3 separate regions of the Mus musculus genome follow, and all the other regions are linked to region 1. A link is a contact called in public ChIA-PET and Hi-C data. All regions are on one chromosome and are shown on one strand. Each heading gives the region's core, a stretch centred on a gene start, on an enhancer-like site or on the middle of the called end of the contact. The rest is flanking DNA. Distances are from core to core; before and after follow the strand shown. Region 1 holds the start of Znhit6 (zinc finger, HIT type 6). Region 2 holds the start of Mcoln2 (mucolipin 2). Region 3 overlaps Mcoln2 (mucolipin 2).

What was found. A called contact is a pair of places that touch in the nucleus more often than the background predicts. ChIA-PET counts read pairs in DNA pulled down with a chosen protein or histone mark.
Region 2: an RNA polymerase II ChIA-PET map of memory CD8 T cells shows a contact between it and region 1, with 13 read pairs. The contact joins the promoter of Mcoln2 here to the promoter of Znhit6 in region 1. A contact is called at or near these places in 13 of 39 promoter capture datasets (the 3T3-L1 cell line, the C10 cell line, the HPC-7 cell line and 8 more) and 1 of 115 datasets of contacts at active chromatin or transcription factors (memory CD8 T cells).
Region 3: a contact with region 1 is called in a Hi-C map of B cells, with 2.9 times the contacts expected there. The contact joins the enhancer-like site here to the promoter of Znhit6 in region 1. A contact is called at or near these places in 5 of 39 promoter capture datasets (the C10 cell line, the HPC-7 cell line, HPC-7-derived erythroid cells and 2 more), 15 of 484 Hi-C or Micro-C datasets (B cells, the Ba/F3 cell line, the G1E-ER4 cell line and 8 more), 1 of 115 datasets of contacts at active chromatin or transcription factors (pancreatic cancer cells) and 2 of 9 other capture datasets (adipose tissue and liver).

What each region holds. Positions count from the first base shown.
Region 1 is chr3:145,573,644-145,577,720 of GRCm38.p6, reverse strand. Znhit6 (zinc finger, HIT type 6) reads right to left here and starts at 1,513. Exons shown (of 10, transcript NM_001081094.1): 1 at 725-1,513. The coding sequence starts at 1,353.
Region 2 is chr3:146,147,933-146,152,070 of GRCm38.p6, reverse strand. It overlaps Mcoln2 (mucolipin 2), which reads right to left and starts at 2,238. Exons shown (of 14, transcript NM_026656.5): 1 at 2,065-2,238. The coding sequence starts at 2,141.
Region 3 is chr3:146,176,229-146,180,424 of GRCm38.p6, reverse strand. Mcoln2 (mucolipin 2) reads right to left here. Exons shown (of 14, transcript NM_026656.5): 7 at 3,815-3,914; 8 at 154-266. Among named protein-coding and RNA genes, the nearest start is that of Mcoln2, 28 kb to the right of the region's middle. Within about 2 kb of position 2,559, at least 94 of the 459 cell types and tissues checked have an H3K27ac peak or open chromatin away from gene starts, as enhancers often do. A contact at or near this core is called in B cells, cerebral cortex, cortical neurons and 2 more, where this site is marked.

The DNA of each region.
Region 1 (4,077 bases), core at 264-2,763:
GATTCATGGAGACTTTGTGTGTGTCTAGAAGTATAATCCATGAGCTACATATGAGTATTTTAAAAACATATACACCGGAGAAACAAGGAAGGATGAATCCCAGACTGGCAGCAATGTGTGCCCTTTCCCCAGTTCCACAGCGAATTCAGAATGAACACCCAAATAATGGTATGATTCATCTGTCCTCGGTCTTCTAGGGTCTGGTGATACTGAGAACCAAAGTGTACCTGGTACCAGTCAGTTCTATCAGCTCAAGGAGTTTGAGACTGAATCTGACCACAATCTGATCTTCTGTACTGTCACATGAGCACATTAAAGAGACTACATCCAAGAAACGAACATTCATAGGAGCCCGGAATAAATTCAAGAGTAAGTTGACATGTGTCTATTAGTCTACCCACTTGCTGGTTTTTGGTTTATATTGGATGGCGCCTCTAATCCTATTCTCTCTAAAAGAAAGACTGCGAAAGCGTTTCTTATTTAACAAGCTCTGGCTCCACAAAGGCCTTCTGATGCCCAGAATTTTCACTCCCTAACCTGGCCATACCCTTCTGGACACAGTCACATCACACTGTGTCCTCGAAAGCGTCACGCCCAACCTGAACTTCACCACTCAGACTTCAGGGACCCACGTCACGCCTGGTTTAACTTACCTCACTTTCTGCTGTTAAGGACTCGTCCACCCAGTAGTCTATTTCCCATCTGGGTTTTCTCCCCGCCCTACCTTGACAGAGCCAATTTCCTCTTGCTGCCCACTCGGGGGTTCATCTGGGGCTCTTCCTTCACCTTCGCGTCTTCCATCGCTTCGCTCTTGAGGGAACCCTCTTCTTTTATAGGCGCTGCATCCATCACTTGCTCTTCCTTTACGTTCTGACCAACAAACAACTCCTGTTTTATGGTCAAGTCCTCCTCCTTCACTTCTTCCCAGTCCGTCACCTCCTCCTTCACCTTCACCTTCTCTTCCTTCACTTCTGGCTCATCCACCTCCTCTTCTTTCACCACCAGGCTACTATCCGCCTCCTGCTTCACTTCCAACACGCCTTTCTCATCCTTCACCTCGGGCCCGCCCTCCACCTCCTGCTTCACCCACTGGCTGTCCGCAACACCACTGTCTAAATCCGACCAGTCTACTACTTCCTGCTTCACCACAGCTAAGTCCATCTTTATCTCCTCCGCATCCTCCGTGGTCTTAGTTCCTGCCAGTCCGTTCCTCTCCTCTCCATCGCCAGCTTCTGGGCTCCCGTCTAAGTCCCTGGCTCCCTCCCCACCAGCCGCAGGCCTCGGCCGCGCCCCCTCCGCTACCCTCTGGGAACCTCCTCCCGGAGTCCCTTCCTTCTCAGCTGCAGATTCCATGAGCTCACGAGCCTAGGCCGAAGCTGCCACTCCGTTCTTCACGGTGGCACCACCAAGCCAATAAGAGAGATTACCAAACGAACCGCCGACAGCGCCACACGTGCAGCAAAGCAGCCGCGGCAAGCTCTGCACGCCTGCGGGAAGCCGAGCTAGCCGTAAAGCAGCTGTTCCGGCCACGACTCTTCACGACGTGTAGCGTTCTTTACGGCACGGCGGCTTTCCGGCCCCACTCCTTAAAGCCAGGTGAGACCACGCCCACCAGGACTCCCACCCAGGGGCGGGGATCTTGCCACATCCTTTCTCAGGCGCTGAAACTGCTGTCTTGGGAACTGGAATTATTGTCTCAAATAAGTGACCCACTTTAATCAGTATTAAGGATTAATTCTAATAATGCATGGCAATAGATACAGACTCCCATGTTCCTCCAAAGTTTAGACTGTATAAAGCGGTGGTTCGTAACCTTACCAGTGGTGTGGATCTTTATGTTCCTCATGTTGTGGTGACCTCCAACCATAAAGTTATTTTTGTGTCTACTTCATAACTATAATTTTGCTACTGTTATGAATCGTACTATAAATACTCCTGGGGGGTGGGTGGAGAGGGGGAGCAGAGGTTTAGCAAAGAGGTCGCGACCCACAGGTTGAGAACCGTTGGTCTAAGGTTTCTTCACTGTATACTAGGGACCAGGACATCCAAAAACGCCTTTAATCCTAGCATTTAGAAGCCAGAGGCAGGAGGATCTCTGTAACCTTCAAGGCTAGCCTGGTCTACATAGTAAGTTCCTAGGGTCAGGGCTGTTTCAAAAACAAAACAAATAGGAGAAGGAAAAAGAGGAAGGGGAGGAGAGACACTCTCATCTGCTCCCACAAAGATTACATGAAACTATGCATGGGAACCAACTACAAAAAGATCTACAGCCGGCAACTGAAACGCTGGCTGTCACAGGGTAATTGTAGCCCCTAATATCCGTATAGTGAAGCACTATACCCCAATACCTCAGAATTTTGACTATATTCGAAGACAAGGCTTTTAAGGGCATAACACTTAAAATAAGGCCTTTGGCTGGGCCCTAGCCCAATCTGACTGGTGGTTTTTTGTTTTTGTTTTTTTGTTTTTTGTTTTTTTTTTTTTTTTGTTTTTTTTTTTTTTGTTTTTCGAGACAGGGTTTCTCTGTATAGCCCTGGCTATCCTGGAACTCACTTTGTAGACCAGACTGGCCTCGAACTCAGAAATCCACCTGCCTCTGCCTCCCGAGTGCTGGGATTAAAGGCACGCGCCACCACGCCCAGCTCTGACTGGTGTGTTTAATAAGAGGGAATTTGCATATAAGTGGGATGGATGCACGTAGAGAAGGGTACTGAAATGTGAGAAGTCATCGGTTTGCCAACCAGGGAAGCCTAAAAAGGCAGAATCTCTGACCTTTGACTTTTTCTATAGCTTCTTGAAATTTGAGAAAACAAAAAAAAATGTCTATTCACCCCAGGAAGGAACTGACAACAGACCAAAGGATTCCACTCAAGTCCAACTTGGTGAGCTGGTGATTGTATTGAGGTTATTTACAGAAGTGTCATTCGTACTTCTACCAATAACATTTGTGTTCTAATTAATAGCGGAAAAATACTGTCTATATATACCATGCTTTCTTCATTTGTTAATCTATTGATAGATACATAGGCTGATACCATATCTTGGCTGTTGTGAATAGTGCTTAATCAGCATGAATGGGCAGGTTTCGTTTTCCTTCCTTCCTCTGTCCCTCTTTCCCTCCCTCCCTCCCTCCCTTCTTTCCTTTCTTTCTTTGAGACAGAGTCTCTTTGCATAGCTGTGGCTGTCCTGATGAGTGTCCTCATCAGCTTTGTAGACCAGGCTGGCCTTGTTCTCACAGAGATCCACATGCTCTAATGTGCAGGGATTAAAGGCATGTGTCACCATGGCCAGTTTTTAATAATAATACTCTATAAATTTATTATTATTATTATTATTATTATTATTATTATTAGTTTTTTTGAGACAGGGTTTCTCTGTGTAGCTCTAGCCCACATGGAACTCACTCTGTTGACCAGGCTGGCCTTGAACTCAGAGACTTGCCTGCCTCTGCCTGTGCCACCACACCCAGTAGAAACAGATTACTGAGCAGTATGATGATTTAGGTTCCTGTAGCTTAGGAAGATTACAACTGCTGGAGAAGATGGTACCTTTAATTTTAGTTTTCTAAGGAACCTCTATATTGAGCCCTATAATGGCTGTGCTATTTATGTTCGTACCAACTGTATTAGTCAGGGGTCTTTAGAGTCACAGAATATGGAATGTCCTTCTGTATTGAGGGAATTTGTTATGATGACTTTGAGTCTGTTCCCCAACTCCCCAACAATGGGCAGCTGTGAATGGGAAGTCCAAGGATCTAGTAGTTAGTTGCTCAGGCCCATGAGGCCAGTTGTTTCAGCTGGTCTTCTGTAGAAGTAGATTCCAACAGATGTGCTGGCAAGTAAATGCAAGCGGCGAAGAAGAGGGGATCTTCCTTCTTCAATGTCTTATGTAGATCTCCAGTATAAGCTCTGGCCCAGATTAAAGGTATGAACTATCACGCTTGGATCTGGGACTTGTTTTGCCCTAGGGATCCCTTGCCTTACTCTCCTGGGATTAAAGGCATGTACTACCTTGCCTGGGCCTAAGTTTTTTATAGCTACTATGCCTCAAGATCTCCATGCCAAGATCCACGTCAGA
Region 2 (4,138 bases), core at 989-3,488, 570 kb before region 1:
CATAAAATATCAGAATTTGCACCCATGGGCATTTCCCCCACCTCTGCATCACCTCTCTTCCGTCCACACTTTACAACGCCACAGTCCTCTCTTCCCACCAGTACTGGACAGCCGTGCACCTGCCTATGGTATATGTCACATCTACAAGCCTCCAAAAGCCATTTCCGTGCACGTGCAAGTCTGTGTCATTTAGCAATGCACACTCTAGATGACACAGAACACATTAAAAAATCATTTAAGCCCCAAATGAAAAACAAAAGTCAAATAAAAATAACTCTTAAGGTTATGTATCTCGCCTACCATGAATACAGCCTTCTCCAAGCCAAAAGACAGCGGGCACATAAACCAGAGTTGTCTGCTCCTTAGTGTTTAGGACGTACATTCAGGGAAAAACAGAAGAGTAGGTGCCATGTGGCCTATTTTAAAAAGCCTTCTCTAATTTCAGAGACATAGTTTGCACGTTTCATGACAGCAGGCATTTTGATGGGTCGTTCACAACTGGTCACCGTTCTCAAAGTTGCTCCAATGTTTTCTTTTCGTGGATGCGCGTGTATTCGTGTACGTGCACATGCATGCACACGTGTTGTGCATGTGGGGACAACTGTGGGTGTCATCTTCAGGAACAACACAGACCTCCTGTGAGACAGTGTCTCTCACTGGCCTGGAGCTCTGAAATTAGGGCTGACTGGCTGGCTAGTGAACTTTGGGGGGGGGGGGTCCTCCTGTCTCCTGCCTGTTGTGCACTGGGATTACAGGTCCCAAGTACTGTCACCTGGCTCCAACAGTGTTCTTTGAGTTTGCAAGAAAACACCTCTGGCCGGGCGCCTTTAATCCCAGCACTTGGGAGGCAGAGACAGGGGGATTTCTGAGTTCGAGGCCAGCCTGGTCTACAGAGTGAGTTCCAGGACAGCCAGGGCTACACAGAGAAACCCTGTCTCGAAAAAAACAAAAACAAAAGAAAAGAACACACCTCTGTAGCCCCACCAACATGGTTTTATAGTTCAAAACCGGTCTTTTGAAGGTCTGAGAAGTCTATGCCACCCTTGCAGAAAAGCATCCATTCAGGTAGCCATCATAGACTAACTTCCCTATGGCTCAGTTTCCTTGCTGGCTTCAAGAACATCCTGCTAGGAAGGAGAGGCCGCTCCCTGCTCCCTTAGAAAACTTTAACAGCCCGCCACTATTTGTTTTAAGAGCAGCAAGCAGGAGCCAAAGGCCACTTTGTCCTCACCTCCCCGGCTCAATTGCGCTGCTGCAGACATTCAAACTCAGGAGAGGCCGCTTGGCAGAGCCACCTGGCTTCACTGAACGCCTTTTCATAGAGCTGGGGAAACCAGGGTTGACCACACCGCAACCCTCCCACCTAAGAAAAAGTCGGTTTGTTCCGGAAGGCAAACAATCAGCCTCATTTTTAACCGAGTGCAAGCAGTTAGCATTAGTTTGCCCGGGGTAGCAAGAACTCTAAGGTAGAGCAAACCAGGATCTTTTCAGAGTCCTGTCACCAGGAAAGAAACACACACACACACACACACACACACACACACATACACACCAAAAAACAAAAGTCATAAAACATCTGATCCCTCTCTGTCTCTCCGGGTCTCTTGCCTGGGAAAACCGTCAGTTTCAGGGCCAGCCATCCTCCTTCAGAACTTTCCAGGGCTCCCGGGACTGAAGGAGCTAGACCCATTCCCCGCCCAGAGGTTCAGTGGCCCCCAAATGAAAGCCTTAGGGGACCAAAGCCTCTTACCCTTCCAGTCAGCGCTCTGATCTCAGCCCCGGGACTTTGCGGAAAAGCGGCTGTGTGCACCCTGGTCGCTACGCGTGGCCCTGTCCTCCCGCCACGCCCCCCGCGTCCCCACCCTCGGCCGCTGACTTCCTTCAGCGCTGGGCGACCCAGGGCGCTGTCACGAAGGACTTTTGCTACGTAGCGGAGAGCCCGGACGCGAGGCAGAATGGGGTCCACGTGTGAGCTCAGGGACACCTTCTCGGCGGGAGATATTCCAGGAGGGGACGCTGGAATCCAGACGACCACCAGACATGGTCCACTGGGGGAGTACCCACCTGTGGTGGGGACCCCAAGTCAGGTCCGGGACGCGGTTCCACGCAGGCAGGTCCAGCGTCTCCTCGTCTCCGGGCATGACGTGACCCCAAATTCCCTCAGTCCCCACGGTCCCCACACCCGGCTCCGCCTACGGGTGTCTGCGAGATGCAGGTGGAGTGGACGCCCTTATAAAGGGAAGTCGTCCGGAAAGCCTGCTATGAGGCCGCCCGTCGTCCACCCCGCCCCCCTGGCCGTCCTGACCTCCTCCCTCCCGCCCCATTCCCCACCCCACCACCCCACCCCCGCCCCCAGACCTCTGACTCCTTCAAAAGTTCATTGCATTTCTTTTGAGCTCACCATGTGGCCCACACTGGCAACCAGAGCAATCCTCCGGCCTCAGCCTCCTGAGTACTAAGATTACAACAAGCACGTGCTACCAACGCTGGGATTTTGGACAAGTAAAGTGTTGGTACTGAGTTCTACCGGATGCTCCTCCCTCTTGGAATCAATAAGTTCGTGGGGATGGGTTTCTTCACTAAGGAGTCTTTATTCTGATAACTCCCTAACAAGTAGTTAGGATGACAGGGCAAGCATGTGGAAAGCAAGACCCCAGCCTCAGCCACCAAGTCAGCTTTCTGCAGCCAGTCTGCTTGACCCCTGAGTAGCCCAGAGTAGCCCACCCCAGCGGCCTCTATGCCCTTCCCCCTTGTTGCCTGAAAGCAGGGGCTTCAAGACAATTGGTTTCTATGAACCTGGCTACAGTACCCAACCTGAAGCTAGCAGGGCCTTTTGGACAGAACCGGCTCAGAGGCTCCTGTCGTCACCATGCAGTGGAGCTAACTAAACCCCTAAGTTTCCAGGCTATGTGCGTTAGGAAGTGTTCGAAAGGTCCCCATGTTTAGCTAGGGCAAAGGACAGTTTGTAGAGGATTATGTAGAAAGAGCTGGACAGAGCCTTTTGGACCCTTTGTGTAAGGTTTTTGTTTTTTGTTTTGTTTTGTTTTTTGCTTTTTGAGACAACCTCATATAACTGAGACTGGCCTCCAACTTGCTATGAAGCTGACGCTGGCCTTGAACCTGGTCCTCCTGTCTGCACCTCACAAGGGCTGTTGGTGTTGAGGAATATTCTGCCCCACCCCCACCCTTCCAAATCTACTCTGTTTTAAAAAGTCACTTTCCAAAAACTACTGGGTAAAAATGCTTGAGTTTTGTTTGTTTTTGTTTTTCCAAATTTCTTTTAGGAAATACGCTTACTGGGTATGGAAAGTCTGAGAAAGTCTGTCTGAAAAGTCACAGTGCCCACCGTACCTTCATGCTCAGGATTCTGTACACTGCCCCCTCCCCCCAGTGTAGCCAGTCCTGGGTTTGACCCCAGAATCATGGGGTGGACAGAGAGAATCCATTCCAGCAAGTCCTCTGGTCTCTGCAAGTCATGAGTGATACCTATGTGTGGGGTACACACACACACACACACACACACACACACACACACACACACGAGAGAGAGAGAGAGAGAGAGAGAGAGAGAGAGAGAGAGAGAGAGAGTGTATGTGTTCACAGACATTTGTTACTACTCCCAAGTCACATAAACAGCCACTAGCAGACGAACTCTTTCTATTTAGGTCTCTGACACTCCAAAACCTTTCTTCTTACTATATCTACCCACTGACAAGACAGGTCATTAAACAGTTGCTGGTGTCCAGTAACTTTCTTCATTGGCAAATGTTTCTCTAAACAGATTCCCACCTGTGACAATCTAGAAACAGTCTCACCGGTGGAGAAAATATGTCTTTTCCTAGGTAGTTGTAAAAGATACATTTATCTAGGTATGAGGTCCCTGTCATTTCTAGGAGATGGGGGTCTCATAACTGATGTTTAGCATTCTGTCCCCTCTTCCAAGGCATCCCCTGAGCAGTCAGTGCAGATGTATCCAATATCCAATGTCAAGTGGTCAGCCCTGAAATCCTATATACAAAAGCCATACTAAAGTGTACTCAACAAGATATATAATAATCAAAAGGTCACCTACTTGAGAGGGAGTGAGAGAGACACAGGAGGGGTTGGAGAAGCAACAAGAAAGGGAAAAGTAATGTTA
Region 3 (4,196 bases), core at 1,310-3,809, 600 kb before region 1:
GTCAGTATTCTGCTAGCAGCCTTAAGATGAAGATGTAGAACACTTGGCTCCTCCTGTACCATGCCTGCCTGGATGCTGCCATTTTATTCCCTTGATTTAGACAAATGCAGGCTGTTGGCTGAGTGGAGGGAGACAGGGGAGTTTCTCTCTTACCTTCCTCAGCCTCAGAGCAAGAACAATGGATCTCGTGCACAGGATAAGGGATGCCAGGCAGATCATAATGACGAACACATCAAACACCAGGAGGTAGTGAGTGCTTCTCTGAGCTGCAGAGCAAGGCAGAGTACAAATGGGAAGTACGCCTCGCACACATTGTGGAGAGTAGTCTTTTCAGCAAATGGTAGTCTGAAGGGAAATTCAAGGGAAAGACCCCTTTCTCTTGTTAAAGCGGCAACCATCAGAAGCAACAGCATACCGCACTCCACAGACAAGCCAACACACCCTGGAGGGAAGGGCCGTGCACTTACAAACGTAGGCGGTGTTAATCAACGCACTTAAGCTCTTTATAAATATTTACTGCAGAACAGAATCCAACAGAATGCAATCCCGTTGGGCTCCATTCAGAAGAGGCCACCATGGCCTGCGTTGCTTCACACAGCAACACAGACAATGAGTTCCCCTTATCAATTAAGAGAGCAAAGTTAAATGCCACACTGAGAGGTCCCACTTGTGCTCCTCTGTTTCAAGGTACACCGTCCTGCCAGAAGCCAGTCTGAGATGCCTTTCCTGTGTGTCAACACCAAGAAAGGAACTCAGGGACTGAGGAGTGAGTGAGTGAGTGAGCGAGCGAGCGAATGAGTGTTTGGAACGTACAGTGCGGGGGTGGGGGTTGCGGGGGGGACGGGACAAGAGAGGCTGATCTGTAAGTGTAGCTGCTCTTAGACTACATGGCCCCACATTGTGGCTGCTGCTCTCCCCGGCCTCACTATGACTGGATCGGTCTCCCTTGTCTCTGTTCCTGCCTAGGGGACCATCCACAAGCCACACACACTTGCATTTGGCCAGAGCCGTACTTCACACACACCTGCTCACATGATTTGTTTTAGGGGTCAAGTTTCAGATTTTTCTTTTTATTGATTAATTCTGCTGCTTGACAGCTTGATATGTTTATATAACGTACTCTAACCTCATGCCCTGTCCTCTCATCTCTCTCTCTCTTTCTTATCAATACCTAGTCCCCCCCCCACTCAGATTCGTGATCTGGTTTGTGACCCATCTGTGTGACCGTTGGCCAGAACATTGTGTCGGAGCCCGGAGGGTTGGAGCCTGGTGGGGTCACGAACGGGAAGCCACCAGAACGCAGTGGTTTCTGCCTCACTGAATCTGTGTTGCGTACAGCTCCTCAGTGTGCCGTAGGTCCCCTGAGCCCCTCCTCCACTCTTGTCTGACTGTCGACCCGCCTGGTCTTATGCATTCCCAGGGAAGGCCTTTGACTCGAAACTGCTGAGTCTGAGGACGAAATGTGTTTGAAATGGCTGTGGCTTGCCTAGAAGACATCATCTCACAGCCTCCCTCTTTTCCCCTCCACCACCTTCTCCCCCGACTCCTCCTCTCTCTGCTTCTTGGTTGTAGGTTAAGGTGTGAGCCCTCAGCTTAGGTCTCCATGTCTATGGTCTGCTGCCACGTCTACCTGTCATGATGGACTTTCATCCTGTAAGCCCCAATAAATTCTTCCTTCTCTAGGTCACCTTGGTCATGGTGTTTTATCTCAGCAACAACAAAAAAGTAACGAACACAGCAACCTATGCTGAATGTGAAGTAGTGGGAATTCTCCTGCCTCAGCTTCCCAAGTGTTGGGAACATCCAGCAGCCATAGATTGCTTACCCCACTGAAGCCATATTGCATTTCAGAAAGCTCTTCCAAATCTGAGTTTGGAAAACACTGGTTCAGAAATATGTCCTGCCACTCTGAGTAATGGCACACCCCACTCACTCCACCCTCCCAGATACCTGATGTGCACAGACGCTCTCCCACCATCTGCCTAAGGAACTCTGACTCGGGCTATCCAAGCTTACTAACTGTCAGCTCTGCAATAAATATATACCATTACATCTCCATCAGAGGGAGCCCTGCCCACCCCATTCTTCTAAAGCCTCGTGTGGCTGGCTATAAACTATAGTATATAAAATATAAGTTCTGGAGAGCAGAAGCGCACTCAGAGAAGGCTCCTTGGGAAGCAGATGTCTGTGAACGTGGACATTACCGGTTTTTGCTTTGAGGAGATGTGGATAATTGTAGATAACGCCAAGAGGAAGCAAGCAGCAGCTGGGAAGCTGGGTGAGAAGAGAGCATCAGAATACTTGGACAACAGCGGCCAGTGCCCACCAGGTGGCGCCTCTGGCCTCTCTTAGGCAGAGCTTCTCAGTCCACGGCTTCAAATGGAAGAGGCAGCACAACCCATCTTCTAAACTGGTTTCTAAACCTCATATTTTTAATGATTTTTAAAACCCCTTGATTTATTTTAAATTCATGTCTTCCTAGTGATAAGGTCGAGTTTCTAAGACATGGCCGTAAGAATCACATTTTAGGTCTGCTTCTCTCTGTTGGCCACAGGGGGGAGCAAGAGCTCTTCCGTTCTGGCATGCGTGGTGAGAGGATCATTGGGGAGCCATGAGGCACACGTCCAGTCTCACAGTGACTATTGCAAATCACAGTTTATATATGGCAAAGGTTACGTTCCCCCACACCACCAAGACATAGCTTCAGCCTTTACTTGGACCTGAGGACTGCCTTGATGGTGCTGGTCTTTGAGTATCTGCTGCGAAATAGAAAATCCATTTTATCAGGAACCCAATCTGTGTGCTTCCTTTAGAGGAATGACTGAAACCAAAGCTAGAAAAAAAAAGAGAAAACTTCGAAATCATCAGCCGTTGTACAGCTGAAAAGGAATGAGTCACCTGTTGGAATAAAAAACCACGTGACTCATATTTGTCTTTCTGGTCATCTGGCCCAAGTGAGTTCGTGTAAACGGAGCTTGCCAGTTCACCACACTCAGAGACATCGCCCTGACCACTAATAATCAAAGCAGGATGCACATATCTTACACTCCTCTTTTGAGACAGGAACACCCTCCCCCACAAAGTGGTTTAGGCTGGTCTTGAAGTCAAAATCTCCCAGTTTCTTCCTGCATAGCTGAGATTACAGTACATGATGTCATCGCTAGCTCAACAAGGCTATTTAAGCATGTGGACCATCGGGTGACGGAGGAGATGTCCCCGTGTTTATTCAAGATGCACCCTGAGGTCTCCACTCTTCTCCTTTGTCCAAGGCTTGGATCAGAACATACCTCCTCCGAGAATTCAGGATTCCCACTGAGCTCGGTCAAAATGATCATTTCCCTTCCTACTCAGACCTTCCATACTTCCCTGGCTATGGCTACCCATAGCACCCCAAGGATCTGGTCACATAGATGTCCCTCCCTAAGGCCTCTCCTCGCTGATGAGTTGCGGAGCAACTCTGATGACTTCTGCTCCCAGCATTCGGCACCAACCCCCTCAATAAGTACAGCCATTGCTCTTGCTTTGTAGAGAAAACTGCTAAGACAGAGAGGCCAAGCAATAGGTCCAAGCCTCCAGCCGTGGCTCACAGAACCAGAATGCAAACCCAGGCCATCTTGCTGCAAAGGCGAACTGCGTAAACCACTGACTCAAGAAACAATAAACACTTGCTGACTTGGACCACTCGCTCAGGACTAGCGTTTGAACTGTTTTTCTGAAACGTTTTCCCCACCACCTTCCATACGAATCACGTGGGTTCCCTAAGCCCCCCAAACCTCCTCTAACCCACAGACAACAGGCTGAACGGTACACTTACTAGACCCAGATATGTTCATGTTTTTACACTCTTCGATGTTGGCCTCGCTGTTGAGATAGATTTTGATTTTCCCACTGTGGGCTGTGTTGTCGAAGGTAATCTAGAGACAGAAACAAAGAGGTTATAGTCCAACGAGGCGGGGTGGGGTGGGGGTTGTCAGGTCAACTACTTACAAAAGTCATCAGTACCCAGATAGAACTCTGATACAGAGATCACAGGGATGAAAATGCCTCTGCACGTGGGTTCTGGTCCAGCTGCTGTTACTGTGGTAAAACTCTGGTCAACTCCAGCAGGAACTGGAGAACACGCCCCAGAGGAAGTCCTGCTTACTGGCTTGCTGACAGCTTTCATTCAGCCTGCTTCTTGGTCCAGCCCAGGACCC